Linked DNA regions of Mus musculus: all the other regions are linked to region 3. The links are chromatin contacts, called in public promoter capture Hi-C maps. All regions are on one chromosome and are shown on one strand. Each heading gives the region's core, a stretch centred on a gene start, on an enhancer-like site or on the middle of the called end of the contact. The rest is flanking DNA. Distances are from core to core; before and after follow the strand shown.

The links. Promoter capture Hi-C pulls out the DNA fragments that hold promoters and counts their contacts. Capture Hi-C pulls out chosen DNA fragments and counts their contacts.
Region 1: a contact with region 3 is called in a promoter capture Hi-C map of liver, with 2.4 times the contacts expected there. The contact joins the promoter of Scly here to the promoter of Capn10 in region 3. A contact is called at or near these places in 2 of 39 promoter capture datasets (liver and pre-B cells).
Region 2: a promoter capture Hi-C map of liver shows a contact between it and region 3, with 3 times the contacts expected there. The contact joins the promoter of Ube2f here to the promoter of Capn10 in region 3. A contact is called at or near these places in 4 of 39 promoter capture datasets (liver, neutrophils and pre-B cells), 1 of 484 Hi-C or Micro-C datasets (B cells) and 1 of 9 other capture datasets (liver).
Region 4: a promoter capture Hi-C map of liver shows a contact between it and region 3, with 5 times the contacts expected there. The contact joins the promoter of Ilkap here to the promoter of Capn10 in region 3. A contact is called at or near these places in 5 of 39 promoter capture datasets (erythroid cells, hippocampal neurons, liver and 1 more) and 2 of 9 other capture datasets (embryonic stem cells and liver).
Region 5: a contact with region 3 is called in a promoter capture Hi-C map of liver, with 3 times the contacts expected there. The contact joins the promoter of Espnl here to the promoter of Capn10 in region 3. A contact is called at or near these places in 2 of 39 promoter capture datasets (embryonic stem cells and liver).
Region 6: a contact with region 3 is called in a promoter capture Hi-C map of pre-B cells, with 5 times the contacts expected there. The contact joins the promoter of Lrrfip1 here to the promoter of Capn10 in region 3. A contact is called at or near these places in 2 of 39 promoter capture datasets (liver and pre-B cells) and 1 of 115 datasets of contacts at active chromatin or transcription factors (pancreatic cancer cells).
Region 7: a contact with region 3 is called in a promoter capture Hi-C map of liver, with 4 times the contacts expected there. The contact joins the promoter of Per2 here to the promoter of Capn10 in region 3. A contact is called at or near these places in 12 of 39 promoter capture datasets (3T3-L1-derived adipocytes, the C10 cell line, the HPC-7 cell line and 8 more) and 1 of 115 datasets of contacts at active chromatin or transcription factors (astrocytes).

The regions. Positions count from the first base shown.
Region 1 is chr1:91,296,969-91,299,668 of GRCm38.p6, reverse strand. It overlaps Scly (selenocysteine lyase), which reads right to left and starts at 1,331. Exons shown (of 12, transcript NM_016717.3): 1 at 1,221-1,331. The coding sequence starts at 1,273. It also overlaps the pseudogene Gm7785.
Region 2 is chr1:91,248,857-91,251,710 of GRCm38.p6, reverse strand. Ube2f (ubiquitin-conjugating enzyme E2F (putative)) reads right to left here and starts at 1,407. Exons shown (of 10, transcript NM_026454.4): 1 at 1,274-1,407.
Region 3 is chr1:92,932,976-92,935,821 of GRCm38.p6, reverse strand. It overlaps Capn10 (calpain 10), which reads right to left and starts at 1,414. Exons shown (of 12, transcript NM_011796.2): 1 at 808-1,414. The coding sequence starts at 948. It overlaps 9430060I03Rik (RIKEN cDNA 9430060I03 gene), which reads left to right. Exons shown (of 2, transcript NR_015525.1): 2 at 719-2,296.
Region 4 is chr1:91,397,375-91,400,136 of GRCm38.p6, reverse strand. It overlaps Ilkap (integrin-linked kinase-associated serine/threonine phosphatase 2C), which reads left to right and starts at 1,314. Exons shown (of 12, transcript NM_023343.3): 1 at 1,314-1,486. The coding sequence starts at 1,432.
Region 5 is chr1:91,320,788-91,323,487 of GRCm38.p6, reverse strand. Espnl (espin-like) reads right to left here and starts at 1,413. Exons shown (of 9, transcript NM_001033292.3): 1 at 1,062-1,413; 2 at 1-9. The coding sequence starts at 1,355. Scly (selenocysteine lyase) reads right to left here. Exons shown (of 12, transcript NM_016717.3): 12 at 2,408-2,700.
Region 6 is chr1:91,052,055-91,054,754 of GRCm38.p6, reverse strand. It overlaps Lrrfip1 (leucine rich repeat (in FLII) interacting protein 1), which reads right to left and starts at 1,311. Exons shown (of 25, transcript NM_001310732.1): 1 at 1,032-1,311. The coding sequence starts at 1,097.
Region 7 is chr1:91,457,893-91,460,592 of GRCm38.p6, reverse strand. It overlaps Per2 (period circadian clock 2), which reads left to right and starts at 1,265. Exons shown (of 23, transcript NM_011066.3): 1 at 1,265-1,420.

The DNA of each region.
Region 1 (2,700 bases), core at 82-2,581, 1.6 Mb after region 3:
GAAAACAGTCATTATTTCACTTGGTTTTACATCAAACCAGTGTTCAAGCCGATGCAGTGGTGAGCCAGCACACACTGCCCAACTATGTCCAGGGGAGCACGGCAGAACAGGCAGGAAGAAGCTTTCATCTCCTATCTTTGCTTTAAGTGCCACGCAGTCACCTGATCTTGCAAGGCTGGGCTTTGTAATGTGGACCTACCTGACCACCCTGGGGCTGGAATTCCCATTGCCGCAGGCTTTGCCTGTGTCCCAAGTCTGTTCCTTCCTAGAAATAAAGAGCCCCCAAAGTGCTGCACACCCATAGGCCTGCCAAGTGACTGGTTTTCCCATCTATAGCTTGGCCGAACTGGTTTATGGTTTGCATTTTATCAGCGATTGACTCTGTTATTAGCGGGCTTCCTAGAGAAAGTGAAACTGCTTAATAAACGTCTGGTATAGGCTCAAGCCACCAGGCTTAGGCCTTTATGAGACAGGTTCTCACTGTGTGATCCAAGCTGGCCTCCAAATCACAATCCTCCTGTCCTCAGTGTTGGGATTATAGGCAAGTTCCACCATATCGGAGAAGGCAGGAGTAGCCTGGACTACATATCGAGGCCTTATGGGGCTGAGGTGGAGGAGGGACCGGGGGTAAAAGAGAAAAGAGAAAGAAGAAAAAAATGAGATGGGGATGGAGAGGGGGCTTCTGGTATAACACATTCCTGGGTGGGAGAAGGCTGAGCCAGGACCTCCGGTTCCTTGCGCGCCAGGGGAGGAGGTCCCACAGCCCAGTGGACAGCAAGAGAAGGCAGGTCTCCCCCACTGTCCTGGTGCTCCTAGGGTTCCCGCCCCAAAGCCCACTTTAAACCTTCGGGTGGTCAAATGGGCCCCAAAGTCCCGTCCCCCCCCCCCGTTCCCCCCCGTCCCACAGCCACGCCATCCTAGACTCTAAGCAGCGGCGATTCTTGTAAAACGCAGATAATCGCGATTCGGCTGCCAGTTCCAACCTCCAGGAAGAGCCCATTCCCTGGGAAGAAGCCCGAAACGCGGGAGGATGATGTGGCCACACTCGGCACAGTTGTCACCCGTGGGCCCCCTTCTGCCCTCAGCTTGGGCGGTAGCCTGTTCTCTCCCGGTTCCTGTGGCCGGACGCTTCTGCGTGTCCCTTCCTCCCGCCTCACCATACACTCACTGAGGTCCCCCAGGTGTCCCTAGGCCCTGCGGGCTCCTTGAAGGGAGCGCACCTGTCGGGTAGGCTCTCCACACTGCCCAGCGCGCCATTTCGCGCCGCGTCCATCCCCCTGATCGCCGGCAGGTCACCCCAAGCCTGAGCGCCCCGAAGTCTCTGAATGGGCGGAGCCTCGGGTCCCGGAGTATCCGCATTGGCTGCGCTTCGCGCTTTGGCCAATCTGTGAGCCGCACGGGCCCTGCCTCCGCCCCTGACTGGTTGATTGGTCATGTGGGGTCAGGTGGCAGTGGGACGGAGCTGGAGACTACCTTAGTAGGGCCACCGCGCTGCCGGTCCTATCTAACCGGTCATCGGCAAAGCGCGCGCCGCTCATGGCGAGTCATCTGGGTGCTCCAGCTACTGGCACCGTGCTCTGGGAGCCCACCTCCCTGGGCTGTCACTAGTGACAGAAGGACCAGTGACTTCACCGGTCGCCGCAAAGTTCATGGAAGTAAAAGTGTTAGGATGCGCGGTGCAATGAGAGGCACCGCAGCAGCCAAGACTGAGCGCCTGGAAGGGTTGGCGGCTAGTGCTCGCTGGACATAGGATACCCCACATCCGCCTTCGCGAATGATTTAATTGCCTGAAATTAGGAAGTTATGTGTTGATACTTTTGAGGCGATCTAGATCAGAGGTGAGCTAAGCAGGGCTGTTAAAATTATGGAAGGTTATAGTCACTAGGCATGCACATGGTGCTCGTATGTAAGTGCAGACAGACGCATAAACAGACTCATACACATAAAAATCTTTTTTTAAACAATTGAAAGGCGTGAAGCAGGACAGTAGTAGTACTGGCCTTTCATCCCAGCCCTCCAGAGGCATAAGCTGGCCAATCTCTGTGAGTTCGAGGCCAGCCTGGTCTACAAAGTGAGTTCTGAACGTGTGTTTTATTTTTTATTTTTCAAGTATAATGCTAACTTTATTGTAAAATGAGATTCTCTGGGTGAAGCATCAGCAACACTAGTCCTGCCTGCCATTATGTGGATGAAAACAGCTAGACTTCTGTCTGTCAGTGAGACAGTAACAAGCACTGGATAGACATTGTAAGAAAACGGTGAACATGGCAACCGCTAATGCAGAGTGAACATTACCCAGCATGAAGTCAGTGAAAAACTGAACATGACTCTCATTGTATGGATTGAAATAAGAAAAAGAATATGGTAATTTTACCCATTACACTTTGTAAAATCAGAGACATGAATTTATAAGCAGTGCCTTTAATAAAGACGGTAATTTAATTTCAAATAAATATATTTGCTTTCTATTCCTTTATCGTGTATTTTATTATGTTTCTAGCTGGCAAAACCCACCCGATTATTGAACTCAGTAATAACCCAATCCATGATGCTCCATCTGTCATACATCTAACTCACTTTACATACACTGCAAGTTCACATAGCATCCCTATAAACTGCTAGAACCTCCCGAGCCCAGTGTGACTGGCCTTTTGGACAAGGCAAGGGAGGGTCCGTCTGAGCATCCTCAGATTCAGCCTG
Region 2 (2,854 bases), core at 158-2,657, 1.7 Mb after region 3:
CCTCAGAATTCTCGTTCCCTCCTCAACACGTCCCACCTCTGGAAAACCCCACTTTGACCCAAACTTCCCTTTGCTCGAAAATCACACTGTGACTAAGGCAGTATTTTGGGAACCGATCAGCTATTCTGAACAGCATGCTCAGTTTCCAACTCCACAAGTTGTATTTGGCCCAGTTAGTTCCTCCTCTGGGTGGGACCAACTTTTAGGGCATCCAAAGAGGACTGCAACTTGTTATTTACCAGTCTCATCAAGTCATGTTTATTCAGCATTCCTATGTGCTGTGCTGAAATCAGGCTGGTGTGACCTATGCAGGGCCAGTTGGCTCACAGTGAGGCTAACTCCTCACTGACAGCTCCAATCTAAGCCATTTAAGAGAACTAGGGGCCACTAGGGCCGTTTAACCTTCCAAGCTGAAAGAAACAGATCGGGACTTAAACCGTACAGCATGAGTGTCCAAGGGTATCTAACCTGCCAGGCTTACTGACTGACCACTTCTGGAGCTCATCTTTGATTTTGGGTACTGAATATCAAGTTAATTTTGTCCAGGTACTCCTGTTAATTCTGTTCCTGAAGCTCCCCACAATCACTATCCTTAATTTCCTATGACTCTGCCTACTGCCCAGCTCCCCACATTCGGCCCAAACAGCTAGGAAGCCTCGGCACCAGGCCCAGCCACCTCACTGTTTTTCAACACCACCCTGCTCATTTCTGGAACCTTCGGTTCAATCTGATAACCAGGTCTTGGGATGCCCTCTTTCCCTTCACCGCCAAGCCCGACTAGGTTCTTAAGGAGAGCAGATTTTTACCCACAGGCCAAGAGCCCCTCCGGGAAGCCTTCCCCAGCAACTCCAACCCACCGGCAGCGCCGAGGAGTGGGTCCAATGCCCACCGGAGACGGAGGAAACTGAGCCGGCCGAGGAGAAGGCCACACCCCGGGTGACACGCCGCGGAACCGGGTCAGGGACCGAACCGGGCCAGGCGGGCCGGCCGCCCCTCCTCCCCGCCGTCGCCGTGGCGGGCCGCGTCCACCTCCCGCTTCCCTTCAGGGGCAGCGGCCTCCCCGCCGCGGCCTCGGCCTCGGCCTCCCGGACGGCCCGAGCTCCGCACCGTGACCTTGCGGGCGGCGGCACGGGGTCCGCCTCGGCCCGGCCCTCTAGAGCCGCCGGGGCTCGCTGCCCGCCCAGCGCTTCCCGTCAGCCGCCGACCTCGCGGTCCGGCCTGGCGCTCGGCGACAGGAGCCTCGGCCTCAGTCCAGCCCGCGCGACCAGCTTACCTGAGCACCGCGAGTCAGGCGAGGCGAGCCGGCACCCAAAACCATGCCCGGCGGAGCAGCGGCACTGAGTCGCGCTGGCCTTCACAGCCGCACCGGCTCCCGGCGGCGAGACCGGAAGTGGCGGGGCGGGGACTGCGCCGTGACCGCAGTGGGCACTTTAAAAAAAAAATTCAAAGCTACAAAAGAACTTTATTGGCAGCTCCACTCGTGGACAGTCACAGGACATACACAGGTCAACTAGTCGGCCCTCGTTCATTGGTGAAGAGCACGGCCTGAGGGTGGGCCATGTGTCAAGACCTTTGCTGATTGGTCACCGAAGCGCAAGCATCCCCGACCGCCTAGCGGCCTTCCGGTTTGTTTCCATTCATTTAGCGGCTTGCTTCCCTAGGAATATCGTACTAGTGCAGTGCCTGCTGGTGGAGCTAAGTTCCTGTGCCCGGCACCATTCCTGAACGCAAAGAATCCGACCGGTTTGCAGCTGCGTTAAGGCCATGGGATAGTTAGAGGTGGCTGCTGGGTGTGAGGACACTCTTCCTGCTCCTTATTTTTTTAATTTCTCATATTCCTATATGCACTTTTAAAAATCTACTTCAGGCCGGGAGTTCCGGCGCATACCTCAGTCCCGGCGCTCAGAGACAAGAGGAAGGCCTGGTCTACATAGTGAATTCCAGGACAGCCAGAGATATGTAGAGAGACCCTACCTCCTGAGGCCTTGGGGTTCCATGTGCAGCATCCTACTTGCAGCTCGTGTGGTATGCATTCTCAGTCCCTGTGGGACTGGAGATAGCCTACTTTGGGAGAGAATTCGGCAAGACTCCTAGAGAGGTAGGGCCTTGGAAAGAGGATATTTTCTGTGGAAAAGAACAAGGAGCGTCAGGTTTCCAGTGATTTTCTTAGCAATTCTGGGGAATGAATCTCAGGAGGTCTCACATGCAAAGCACTACCTTTGAGCTACCCGCCCCCTCCCCCCGCCTCCCCCCCCCCCCCGTCTCCCCCCTCCCCCCACACCCTAGACCCTAAGATTTCTTTTGAAATGAGGCACTTGGGTTCAGGGAGTAAAGCGTTTGTCAGCATGAGGACCTGTTTCCAAACTCGGGAAGATGTGAGGCAGAGGAGTCCTCAGATTAGGACCAAGTACCCTGACTTCCATTGAGGGGAAGAGATCCCCCGCAGAGCTGGGTTGCACATAGGAGTTGGAGGCCAGCCTAGATAACATAGAGTTCCAAACAAGCCAAGGTTACTCAATGAGATCCTGTAAACACAAACAAACAAAAAAGTGGAAGAAAGTTATCCTTTGACCACCCCATGTGGCACATGGCTACACACGCTCAAGCTTCCATCAGATACACACTCCTGCACAGATAGAAAGGGTAAAAGGCAGCCAGGCCTAGTGGTACACGGCTTTAATTCTAGCATTTGGGGAAGCAGAGGCAGACCTGCCAGACTGGTCTACATAGTGAATTCCTGGGCAACCTGAGCTACATAGTGAGATCCTGTCTCAATAAACAAACAAATAAGGCTTTTGATCTAAGGGAGGTTGCAAACACAGAAGAGATGGTACTGGTATTAATCAGCGTCCTC
Region 3 (2,846 bases), core at 165-2,664:
AAGAAAGCCAGGATGCTTATCAACACCACTGTGCCAAGCAGGCAGCACAAGGCCTGGAACCCTGCCAGCTGTCACTGTTAGCACTACATGCATGTGGGACAGGCTGTCCCCCAGTAGTCTTTCTGCTGATAAGCCACGTCTAAAAAACACCAACAAAAACACTAGGCTTGAACAATCCATCCATTTAAGCTGCAACAAGGCAAAAAAAAAAAAAAAAAAAAAAAAAAAAAACCAACCAAAAAAACCAAAAAAACCAAAGCCCTCCTACCACAGCCCTTTCTGGCTATGAGGGGTAACACTGTTGTGAGTTGCATGCATGGACGCTAAAATAACAATACATAGTTCCACCTGCCTGTGCCATTTAAGGGAGCCCTGAAAAGCAGCTCCTTAGGTTTTCCCAGTTGTTAAGCACAACGCTCCCCGTGTTCTGTGCTACCTTTTGGTGTTCATACCCTAAAGCTACTAGAAGAAATGTAGAGCAAAGTGCAAAGCCAAGAAAGATTGCGCTGAATTACACCCGACAAAACTTAGGTGGTGGGATGGTGCTGGAAATACTGCTTCTAATCCCTTAATATCAAAACAGCTCCCTACTACCTGACTTTGGGTAGGAGTGTATTTTAGTAGAAACCCCAAGATAACATCTAAAAGACAAGCCTTTCGATTGCTTCTGTCCTCCTCATTTGAATTCTCAGGGCTGGCTATCACCTTTTCTGAATAGGCTTGAAGGCGAGGTCCTGCTAACCCCGGGGTCCATCTCCGTGAGAAACATATCCACAACACCCGCCCAGGCAAGAGACCCTGCTGCACCTGGGGTCGTCTCCAAGTGATGTCCTCCCGAAACTGGGCCAGAGGCGTGGACAAGTTGTAAAAGAGCGAGGAGTCCGAGGCGGGGAATGCCGCGTCCCGGAAGAGCTCCCGCGCCGGCGTCTCGGCCCGGACCGCCCGCATCTTCGGCGCCCTGGGCTCCCATCTGCGGCCCGTGGACTCGGTCGCCGCCCGGGAGCGAGTGCGCGGCCTTCACTGCAAACCGTGTTTGCTTAGCCCGGGAGACCTACTGGTGCAGAGCAGCCTAGCGCCGCAAGCTCCGTTGTCTAGGTAACCCGGCTGGAGCCAACCAGGAGCCGTGCTTGCGTCATATGACAGAGCTGCCTAATCACGCACGAGCTGCAGCGCAGAACCGTGCAGGACTGGTAGGTTCTGCTCTCGCACGAGGGCGTGGTCCCCGCGTTTCTAACTGGGCAGTGCTAGCCTGATGTCCGTATGCTTTAGTGCTCGGGACAACGCAGCTGTAGCCACTTGAAATCGAAGTCTCAGTGACCACAGGAAGCTGAAAAGTCACTTTGGTTTAGATCGCTTTGTCAATGCTATCCCAGCATGCAGCGCCGTTCCCAGCATACGTCGCTGATCACAGGCGTTGTCTACTTCCCAGCGTGCTTCGCTCCTTCCGGTGTGAGGCAGGAACTTGGCAAAGCGGTGGTTCCTCCCTGTCTTCTGAAAGAGCCAGTGAGGAAGTGGCTCAGCGAATCGCGTTGTTATCCTTCCGTCGCGGTGGTGGTTGCGTTGTTCTGGGGAGGCAGAGGTGTCACTGGGGTTGAAACTTGCCGGGGTCGGGCATTTGTCTCAAAACGATTGGGCTTCAGACGCTCTGGATCCTAAGCGGCCAGGGAATGCGGCTGGAGCATTCCTTGAAGCCTTAAATGGCCTGGCTATGGTTTTGTAGACTGGATGGTGACCAGGACGTGGACTTGCGGCTCCACGATTATTCGATGCCATGAGGAGGTCAGGGACAGGACACTCTCCTTCTGGTGCCTACTCTTCCAGGTCCCAGGAAGGACACAAATCAGCCAAGGACTGTTCTCTGTGTCTTCTCCAAATGTATTTCATCAAGACTAGAAGCTTCATAGACAGGAAGGGAGACGACGAGGCTTCACACCTTGTAGACTGCAGTTTGCCACCTATTAGGGCTGCTCTGATATTTTTTCCCTCCTCTGGGCCCCTTTTTCTCAGTCTTGGATAAAAGGTAGTCAGAGGAAATGCGGTTTGTGCAGTTAAGTAGATCAAGTACCCGTTGCCTAAAGAGGAACAACCAGGCCAAGCTTTTACCCATAACCTGCTGCTTCAGAGTCTAGACAGTTGCTCCTTCTCCCAGTGAGAGGCTGGGCTGCTCCTGCATCAGCAGCAATTACTGCTGTGGCATGACACAGTTACCTTGGCTCCACTAGGCTTCAGCGCCATGATTTGAGGTGCAAGACACTTAACTCTTTATTGAGGTTATTTAAAAAAAAAAAAAAAAAAAAAAAAGGAGTAGCCACATAGCCCAACATCTCTTTGGGATGCTTTTTCATTTAGTACTTAATTTCGACTCAGGGGACTGACTGGTGGGCTGAAAGCTGCACTATAGTTGAATCATTAAGAGCCTGGACTCGGTTTTCCAGGAAGTCTTGAGTAATTGTGACAAGTTATCCGCGACTCAAGAGTTATGCAAACTGGTTCACCCCCAGAAGTCTCATATGAGTGGTTAGCTCAGGAGAACGGCTCCTGAAGGCCGCATCCATATCCAGGGCTGGGCCACGGGCAGAGCCTGACCTCCAGAATCTGGAAGGAAAAGCTGCTTAGTGTTACCGTTGCTGTGACGAAACATCATGACCAAAGCAACTTGGGGAGGAAAGGGTTTATTCTGCTCACCTATGGCGCTTTCCATAAGGAGGGGCGCTATTTCCTGGCTCCTTTCCTGCTTTCTTATAGAACCAGGACCAGAGATGGTGCCACTTACAATGGGCTGGCCCTCCCCCATTGATCACCAATTAGGAAAATGCCTTGCAGCTGGATCTTATGGAGGCATTTTT
Region 4 (2,762 bases), core at 65-2,564, 1.5 Mb after region 3:
AAACCAGGTAGAGATGGAGTAATGATTAGAGATGTCCATACATATGAGGGAAAGACAGGCCACATGGCAAACACTGCCAGAATTCATGTGGAATGGTGGCCGACGAGTCTATTTGCAGGAGTGGGAAATCAAGTTTAGTGTGGTGATTTGAATATGCTTGGCCCTCAGAGTGGCACTATTAGGAGGTGTGGCCTTGTTGGAAGAGGTGTGATCTAATTGGTGGAAGTGTGTCACTTTAGGGGTGGGCTTCAAGACCCTCCTCCTACCTGCCTGAGGAAAGTCTGCTCCTGGCTTCCTTTGGATGAAAATGTAGAACTCTCAGGTCCTCCAACGCCGTGCCTACTTGAATGCTGCCATGCTTCCTGCCATGATGATAAAGGACTGTATCTCTAAACCTGTAAGCTAGCCCCAATTGTTGTCTTTTATAAGAGTTTCCTAGGTCATGGAGTCTGTTCACAGCAATGGAAACCCTAAGACACTTAGCAAGAGCTGCTTTAAAAACATAGTGATATCAAGTTGGGATGGGCTGAGAAGTGTATGAGATATATGGACAAAAGACAAAGTGCTGTTATTTCAAAATCCTACATCTGTCAAGGAAGAGACAGTTCTGTCTGAGTGCAGTAAAAACTTCAAACAGTGGCTTGGAGGTCAGCTGGGTGGATCCACCTATTGCAGCTAGAGAATATCTGGTCTACATTTGCAAGGAAGCAATGACTTGTTACCTACTGCACCAAGAAGTCCACACAACACTGGCAAAAAAACCAAAAACAACAACAAACAAAAAAAACAGGTAAGGTGGTGTTGGAAAGGGCTGGTAGGATTGGGGTGTGTAGTCAATAAATTTGGGTACCTTTAAGGAAGTGAAGTCTTTGTGGATTGTATGGTAGGAAGAGGAATTAATTCCATGAGTGGCTCTTTTCTGAGACCAGGGAAAATACACAACACAACTTTGTAATTGGTAAAGCGTCATAAATTTGGTGGCTGAGATGAGGGATGTTTGTCACTTTTGTGGCTTGGCCAGTGATGGTGTTTTTTTCTGGTCTCTATCCCAGTGGGACAGCTGAGACCCCGCTGGGCGCCATCCTGCTCCCGGGCGGTCAGAAGGTGCTTTGCCTGCTCGGTCACACAGGGAACAGTGGACAGGTGCAGACCCGCCTCTCCGGCCAAAAGCCTGTCTGGATGTCAGGCTCGGCGCCACTCCTCCCTTCTTTCCGGGGAAACGCCATAACAATTTATCACGGGACCTAATGCCCAGGCCAAGAGCGCCCGTGCGCTTGCGCAGCCCACCCCCGCCCCGCCCCCGCGCGTAGCACTCTGGGGCGGCGGCTGGGCGGCGCGCGATTGGCAGGGTCTCCCGCGGTGAGTGACGGCGCCGCCGCCGCCGCCGCCGCCCAGGGTAGCGCGGAGCCTCCGCTCCACTGCCCCGCCGCCATGGACCTCTTCGGGGACCTGCCGGAGCCCGAGCGCGCGCCGCGGCCATCTGCCGGTAAGCGGCGCGGGGGAAAAGGGCGGCGCCGGGATGCGCTGCCTCCGCCATCTTCGCGCCACCGCCGCCTCAGTCTCGGCCTGTGGCTCCCGAGGCCGCAGCGACCGCGCGGTCCCTGTCCAGGCCTCGCGTGGCACACGCACGAAGTCCCGCGCCGAAGGGTCGGGGCACTCTGGCTTTAATTTGGCTACAGCAAGACTCCCAGCGGAATGTCCTGGTCCCGGGCCTGTTTGCGTCCTGGAAACCCCGAGAACTTAACAAGTTTCCGACTTCCAGCCCCTTGGTGCGGGGCGCCTGCACAGCCAATGCAGGGCGCTACGGCTAGATAACCGAGGCCGGGGATGGGGGGTGGCGTCTGCAGCCCACGTTTTGGGAAGGTCTTTGGCACGGAATAGGAAGGTGAAGAGGACCCAGCCTTTGCCTTCAGAGAGTTCAGTTCTGATCGCAGAGGCATAGGTTAAAAACCGTGGGAAACGCCAAGCGTCCGGAGTAACGGTACCCGAAGACTAGTGAGAAAGACCTGGGAAGGAGGCGGCCTTTAGCGAGGGCTTCGGCTGATGGTTTCCAGAGATTCTAGGCAAGGAAACAATGTTCAAAAGTGGGAGGGCTCAGATCTCCAGCTTGGCAGAGCGGGACGGGCTAGCATGGAAGAATGCTGGAGCTTGGGGTTATGAGAAGGTATTGACCTGTCCTCTTCACACCTGTGCTTTGGTTTTTAACCTGCGCACCTCCAGACTCCTGAGATGCTTTGTAGTGTCCTCTTTTTGCAGTTGTTCCTGGTAGTGGCACCGTTACGTACCCCCACCAACCACTCTGATGGTACAGAAGCTTCTAAGTAACTAGGCCTTGAGACTGAGTTTGATTCAGCCATGCTTTTTGAAGATAACCACCGTTACAGTTGTGAGTAAAGCTGGCCTCATACAGGCAGCCTTGCATCTGTCACTGGAGTATAACCTGTGTCTGAATGTGCTCGGACCAGAGTTTGGATTGCCAGATGTGCCTAGAAATCTGTCATCATTAGTAGTCCCTATTGCTTTTTATCCAAAGTTATTTTGGGTCTTCTCCGTGGTCAAGGCTCTCTTGACATGACCTAAAACCTTAAACTCAACTTGGGACTTAGCAGATACATGCGTTCCCCATGCCCCTTCCCTCCCTCCCTCTCTCCCCCTCTCCCCCCCAAACATATTGAGTAATCTGAAATAAACTCACTCCTATCCACTACAGGGGGTGGGGGAGACACAAAAACACATTCCAAGAATAATTATGTGTTTTGAAG
Region 5 (2,700 bases), core at 164-2,663, 1.6 Mb after region 3:
ATCTTGGTCCTACCGGGGCATAAGCAGGACACCGAGTCTATGCAGGTCCCAGTGCAGCCCTAGGACCCTAGAATGTCTGCAGTCCCTCTCCAGTTCCTCCACCCCCTACTGAGACTGAAGGAACACCCTGACTGAGGAAGAAGCTGGACCCCACCCCACCCCAGCTGCTTACCATCCTCATCAGCTGAGTCCCTGTACGTTCTGCACATGCTCAGAAAGAATTCTAATAGCACAGTGATTCCCACCATGGCTGTTCCAGGGCACCAGCCTCTAGACCTCTGGGCTTCTCCCCTCTCCCTGATGGTCCCCAAGGCATTTCTCTTCAAGGTGTCAAGCATCCAGTAGACCTGGCCATTCCCTGAGGGTGCTATGATCCAATGTGAATCTAGAGACAGTTCAGTGTCTGTCTGCCCTTTACCCTCGGGGTCATTGGATAGATCCGTGAACAATGCTGTGGAGGCTGAACCACACTGCTCTATGCCACGTGGAGGTGTCTCCATCTCTATCCAACTCTGTTGATTGTTTCGAGCTCTCAAGAAGGCAGCCACGGCTAACAACTCTAAGTCCCTTGCCTGTACCAAGCAGGTCTAGGCATGCAAGCAAGTAGGAGGCTGGTAGCTCTGATAGAAATGTTCTAGCAAGATGGTCGCCATACTCGAGAGCCTTCTCACTACCACAGTCTGTGTCCCTAGGGGTACAAGATCCTGCGTACCCAAAGCCACTTTTTAAATCCACTCCTCGACCCTTTGATCAGGTCTGGTGATCAGGTCTGATCAGAGATGAGATCCTGAACACAGGCAAGGCCATCGTTGGCAGCCCTGGGTGCTCCTTGCTGAGGGAGGTGTGGAAAAACCCCAGTGACTTTTCTGTGCCAGTGCTGGATACATCTGAGGTTGTGGCTGGTGTTTAAGGGCTTTATGCGTTTTTTAGGGGGGAAGGGATGGGTTGGGAGAGGCAGAGGCACACATCTCTGACTGAGAGCTCAGGGCCTTCTAGGGATCGGACTTTCTGGACTCACCTCACCTCACAAACAGGCACAGAGCCGTCCTGTTCTAGCTTACCTGCAGCCCGCAGCCCGCATCACGGACCAGCCAGCACAGCTCTGCCAGGTTGCCCGTGGCTGCTGCATCGTGCACTGGTGTGGCCCCGTTGTGTGCCTGCTGGTTGCCTGGCAGCTTGGCTCTCTGTACCAGGAACTTGACACAGTCCAGGTGACCAGCCCGGGTGGCATGATGCACCAGGCCAGCCCCCAGATCATCAGTGATGTCTGGTCTTAGGGCACCAGCCTCAAATAGCCGTTCCAAGGTGGCCATATCCCCATCCTTGGAGGCCACCAGTGCCTGCTGCGCCTCCATCCTCAAGTCTGACTCTCAGTAGTGGCTTGTGTACAGGCCCGGCACGGCTTCCTGTTTCAGGCGTGGACGCTGCTGAAGGCTCTGGTTACCTGATAAGCAGCTCCCGGGGCAGATGGGAGGCAGCAAGAGGGGGGCAGGCTCTGGAGACTGGCCCTCAAAGCCTGGCCCAAGCAACTCGGGCTGGGTGCCTGGCCCTTCCAAGCATGAAGAGTGCGGGCCTGGGGGAAGGGTATGCAAGTCAGGCTGGCAGATTCCACTCAGCGGCTGGAGCCCTACCATCTACAGAGTGAAGTGAGAGCACCCCTCAGCAGGGCTCCTGGCCTGGGATGGGTCTCCAGCCTGCCAGCCAGCCAGCCAGCCAGCGAGCGGTGCTCACAGCTATAGTCAGCTCAGGCTCAGAAACCTGCCCCAGGAAACACTTCAGTGATAGACTAGCAGGCTACCCAGGAGACCCACTGCGATAGCCTTAGAGTCTAAATGCCATCACCCAAGGCACCCAAGACACAGACATACACATTCTGTGTGTGTGTGTGTGTGTGTGTGTTTACTTGAGACAGGGTCTCACTAAGTAGTGGTCTGGAACTCACAGAGAACAGTGATCCACCCGTCTCTATCCACCCATTGCTGGAATTAAAGGTGTGTGCAACTGTGCCTGGCTGGCTTGTATCTGAAATCCAGTCCTTGGCTGTTCTCAGCACCGACACTGGAGGAGCTTGCCTTGGCTGCTGGATTAAGGTAAGGCTGAGGGGATGACCTCACAGGCCCACATTGCCCCCTCTGGCCACAGCACTCTTGGGAGTCTGGACCATCCATGGTCCTTGGCTGGGGAAGTCAGGACTAATGTGGGGTCACCATGGTGCTATAGGAAGCTGCTGATCAGAGACCAACCTCAGGCTACCAGAAGTCCCTTTCAAGCCCCGGGGCTGCAGTGTCATTTCACAAGGTACATCAGAAACCTCCTCCCCTTCAGCTCAGATAGACAAGTGTACATCCCTGCGAGCAGCAAGACAGAGATTCTCCCACCACCGCCAGAGAAAGCCCAGGCCACTTCAGCAGGTGCAGACATGTTTCATTAGTTCATTTAATTTCTGACAACTGTTTTCACGGGTTGCGTCATCCTTTGGTCCACAGACCCAAAAAGCAGCCTCCAGGAAGACATTCCTATATAAACCTTGGTGCGATGTGTGCCACACATCCTTAAGATGGCACAGCCTTTTGCAAAATAAAATTAAAATGGAATCTGAGCGAGAAATGATCAGATTTCCCACTTTGGCAAAGACTGAGCTCAGGCACCAGCCTCCCGGTACCACGCTGGAGGTGGATCCCTGAGTAGAAGGCAGGGTAA
Region 6 (2,700 bases), core at 62-2,561, 1.9 Mb after region 3:
TCTTCCTTAAAGACCAACTAACTACAGGATTAACTCCTACCTGGAGAATGAGTGGCTGAGGCTCAGTTTTTATCAAGGTCTCACAAAAGCCTGCTAAAATGGGAACCTTGGGTCTCCCCCTCTCTCTGGTATCAACTCCATAAAATACATGGTTTCACAGAGTACAATTTACTTTGAAATATTCCCACTAATAAGCAACCACAGCCATGGATAAGGCGCGCGGGGGTGGGGGGGGTGGGTGGGTGATGCAGGCTTGTAAGCCCGATAGTGGAAGGGTTGAGACATGAGAATCCTGAGAGCAAGGCTAGTTTGGGTTATGGATCCTGCCTGAACTCCCAGACCCCAAAACTATAAACTACACAGGCTGTAACAACCAAAAATCCCCCAACTCCCCGGTGCCCAATTTTCAATCACCGTCGTCCTCATCCACTGTCCCTACGTAAGTTCGGGAAGTAAAATATGCGTAAGCACCTTGCCCAGACACAAGTGGCTTCTGGCACCCGCCGAAGTGGATCTGGGGCCCTGGATCCTAGAGGAAGGTGTTCCTGAGGTCAAGAACCTGTAAACCCTCCAAGCCACTCATGGCAAGGTGGTGCGGCTGGATGAGGACCCAGGTGCTGTACTCGGTAAAACACCAAACCAGCAGTTCCCTGTGAAACTCTACACCACCCTCAGATCTCAGACCTCGGTTGGGTCCTGGCCAGAGCCAGCCAGCTGGGCAAAGCCTGCCTAAAGACCATCACTAGGGGTGGAGGGAGAGCCCACTCTCCTTTTCGTCCTTGAGAGGAACATTGGAGCATAAAATGTACTTTTCAGAGCTCCGCCTACGGACACCTTACACTCAGCCAACCACCTGATGGTAGGCAGGAGCTGCCCTATATCAGGATTTTCGAGTGGCCCAAGCCCACTCGCCTCTACTCCAGCAGCACCACGGTAGCTGAAGGGGCCACTGTCCTTGACCTTAGAACCAACTGAGGGACCCAGGCGGCGGTTGCTGGCAGGCACAGGTCTGAATCATGTCTCCCTCTTACCAGTCTTTGCGCCTCTGGACTCAGACAGTCGATTTCCTTGTTTTGCGCGCCCTCTGGGCTGGTCATGTTGCCGAAGTGAAGTGCAGACCAACTTCCCACCCAAGAGTTCGCGCGGAAGACCCGCTCCCTAGTCCACAGGCAGAGGGTTCTCAGTGAGGCCACATTCTGGGATCCAGGAAAGCCGTCCAGGCAGAAGTAGAACTTTCAACGATCCCCTGGGCGCACACGCTCGGACGCCCAACTCCGAGGTTCCCTAGCTGGGGTGCGGCCGGCGGGGCGGGGCGCAGGTGGCTCCCGGCCGGGGGCGGGGGTGGCAAGAGAGGAGCCGGGGGCATACTCCGCCCCAGCCCCGCCCAGCCTCTCCCCACGCCCCACCCACCCTATGCCCGCCTCTCCTTCCTTCCCAGCCCCTTTCCCGCGCTCTTTCCAGGGGGTTGTACCCCTTCCTCTATGGTTCCACCCAGCCTGTGTCCATCTGCTTCCAACTTTCCTTCCTCGCAGCCACATTCTGCCACTTTAGTCGTCGGCTTCGCCCACGATGGCACTCTCAGCCAAAGCACTCCTACCATGAGGTCCACTCGGGCCCGCCTACCCGGGACCCCAGCTCCTCCTCCGTAGCCCCACCCACGCTCCTCCTCTTGCACCGCCTCAGAGCCTCCGGAACCGCCTCCCTCCCCTCCAGACCGCTCCTGGCCAGCAAGCTGCTGTGCCATCAATCACCACCCAGTCCCTGCGGCAGACACCGGAAAGACTGAGGGAAAGACCCTGGGGACCCCACCCTTGGCCACGCCCTGGCCGTCCCCAGCTGAGTCAGCGCGGGAGACCAGCCCAGGCCTAGGGAGGCGCGCCTTCGGTTAGGACACGCGTGGCTTTAGCTGGAACCACACCGCATGAGCCTCTGCCAGAGCGCAGCTGCGCCCGTCACTACTGTCTTCCGAGCCGGCACGGCTTTGGGGACCACAAAGCTACCGCCCATGACCACGCTGGACAGGAGCGAGAATCAAGCGGAGGTGACAGCCGCGATCCGATAGGGAGCGTCGAGGAACTAGTATCCACGCTGGACAGTGACCCGACTCGCAGCACGCGCCTTCCACGTCCACTGGGCAGGAGCACCCCTGATTTAAACTTAAAGCCAAGCGGGCAAGCAACCAGAAGGTTCCAGTGTTGTGCGCTATGGACAGGAGCACATGGCCTGGGTGACCTGTTTTCTCCACCCTAGAAGAGCCTTCTTCGGGCTCAAAAGGAAAATCAGAGGGCCCCCTGCCTTGTTTCTCTGTACTGGAGACTCCAGAAAGATCTAGAGAAGCCAGTCACATCTGAGCCCGGCTGACACGCTTTTTTGGTAACAAGGAACCAGTGTGCGCTGGCTTATGCACATGTGGGGCAGCAGCATTCTGGTACTAAGTCTCTGGGTAGTGCTTCGAAGGACTGGGTAGACCAGAGAGTAGACACAGAAAGACGAGTTCTAGGGGGCAGGATGGCCTGGACCAAAGGGATGAAGGGGACCTAGTTTGAGGAGTACTATGCAGGCCGAAAGAAAATGGGTACCAAGCTTTGGTGAAGTGTTTCAGATGAGGAAAACTTCCTGGGAAGGAGAAGACCTGCTCCCAGCAGTTGGTTTCAGCATCACAGTTTACAAACAAAGCTCTATCAATCAGAGAGAATAGTT
Region 7 (2,700 bases), core at 16-2,515, 1.5 Mb after region 3:
TACACCAGCAGCTCAGTTTGTTAGCAGACTTCTGTTGCTAATGTTTGCCTCCTTTCCATTCCTGGTTCCTAGGACACCCCAGGGGAAGATTCAGAGTAGTGGATGCTACTAGGCTTCAAGTTCCCTGGCAATGACAAATGACCTTTTTACCCTTGGAAGACGTGACAAGCTTGCCTTCTCCATCACACCTTGCATGAGTCTTTAGGTTGTTCTCTGTCAGCCTCAAACCCGCTCCGAGGAAACTTCTACTCCCTCCTTTGACCCTTTGGACAGGAGCCTGAACGCTTTAGTAGGCTTCCAGACAGTGCTCTTGAAAGAACCAAATAGCTTCAACCAAGGTTCCACAGGGGCAGGGCTGTCCTATCACTGGAGGAGTACCCTCCCCTGACTAGCTAGTGTCTGTAGCTTCCACTTCAGAAAAGCCCTGCTGTTCCAGATGCACACCCCGCTTCCATAGTTCCTGTAAGGTTAATAAACTACACCACCGCATTTGGTTAAGCTTCCCTGTAGAACGTCAGTCTTCTCTCCCTATGTGATTGAGGGCAGGAAGAAATCACTTCTTTCCTTTGTATCTCTGCACGGCAATTATGACCTTATTTCCTGAATCAACACTAACTAGCAACACGCAGTTTCAGAAACAAGAAAGGCTAAGTGGGAGTTTTGTGCTTTGGCCCATCTGGAATGACGGTCAGCCTGGGGGGCCTGTCCTAGGGTCACCCAGCCTGTCCTGGGAAGGTGCTCAGCAGCAGATCCAGAGGGGCCGTCCTATTTGCCCTCAAGCGTCTCGCCATGAATGAATGAGAGGGGAAATGAATGAACTGGGCTGGATGAGCGAAAGGTGTCAGCAGAGAGCATTCTCGGTCCTTCGGATTACCGAGGCTGGTCACGTCGTCGCAGGTGATAGGCCGGTGGCCCTGGTCTCTGCCGGCTGTGAGTTGCGCAGCGGCCAAGCACCATTCCCCCGCGCCGCAGTGGTACGCGCCACTCCGGGGCTGCACGAGCGGGCCACCGCCGTGCCAGGTGAATGGAAGTCCCGCAGGCCGGAAGTGGACGAGCCTACTCGCCCGGGCGCGGGGGGGCGCAAGAGCGCGCAGCATCTTCATTGAGGAACCCGGGCGGCGAACATGGAGTTCCATGTGCGTCTTATGTAAAGAGAGCGACGGGCGTCTCCACCAATTGATGAGCGTAGCTCTCAGGTTCCGCCCCGCCAGTATGCAAATGAGGTGGCACTCCGACCAATGGCGCGCGCAGGGGCGGGCTCAGCGCGCGCGGTCACGTTTTCCACTATGTGACAGCGGAGGGCGACGCGGCGGCAGCGGCGCTACTGGGACTAGCGGCTCCGGGCGGCTGCGGCGCAGGCCGAGCGCACCAAGTGACGGGCCGAGCAAGGGACAGACGCGCGGGTTGACGCGGCGAAGCGGTGAGTGGCGCGGCGCTGGGCGGTGGCGCGGTGCTGGGCGGTGGCGCGGACCTGGACGGCCGTGGTCGTCTTACGTAACCGGCGGCTCGGACAGCTGGAGCTGGGGTCCTGAGCCAGGAGTTGCCGACTGTGCAAACGGCTGCAACTCGGCAGAATGTAGATGGAACTGCGCGGTGACCCTTTTCCAGGTTCACACTGCTGTCCCCATTTCTCAGGTTAGGCACTGAGGTCGGAGAGATTAGTTAGGCATCTTGTCCGAGGACACAGAGACATTGAGTGATCACGACACCAGACTGAGCACGCCGACTCCCATGGTGCTGTCCAAGGAAGCCAGGGTCAGTGCAAACTGTTCCTAGGATGGGTCCAGAGGGTCCCCTAAGGAGCTGGCTTCCTGCTATGAGTTCAGAGAGTCAAGTCTGGCCCTGGGGGAAGGACCACTGGTAGGCACTGACTCCCAGCGGTGGGAAAGGGGTTAAACAGAGAAATACCCAGTGCCAAGCCACACCTGCCCCTCCCCGCCCCTATGTCAGGGAGACCACTTTGTCCACCCACTTTGATTTCCGTGGCATCCTCCACGCCAGTATTTCCTGTCTCCAGATGGACTGGGAGTATGTCAGGAGAGGGGGGAGAGGTCCACTCTTAAGCTGGAGCAGTCACATCGTCATCCTTTGAGACATACCTTGGCTGCCAAGCACAGACATGGACCAAGAGGTGGGCGGTGGCCTGCTTCTTCTGCAAGAACCCTGGTTGCCAGGGTTTCTGTAACGTATACACAAGGAACCAGTTTGGAAAGCTGATTCATACGGAACAAGGGAGCCAGAAGGCTCCCTGGAAATCATCCAGGGTAACCCCTAGCTTGAAGAGGCACAGCCACAGGCTGGCAAGCTGTACCACTGTAAAAACCAGGCCTGGCAGTCTCAGGATCTGTTTCTCCTCCTTGGTCCACATGCTTACCAGAGGTGCAAACCTGAAGGGAAGCATGTCCACTCTGTCTTAGTCTCTGGAGTCTAGGTCGGATTCGTCTGATAACCAGAGTCTGTCTGCCTCAAGGCTTTAATTTAAAAAAGTCGGTTTTGTGTGTGTGTGTGTGTGTGTTTTAAGATATGGAAAGCACCACTTTGTGTACGTTGTTGGAATCTAAGAAAGCCAGGGACTCCTTTATTTTAATGGTAGCTGTACAGTGTGCCCGAATGGAATGGTACTGTGGGTGGCTGCAGTTATCTGTCACTGTCATCTTGGTGTGATTCATTGGTACATAAGTGGCGCAGCTCAGGCTGTGT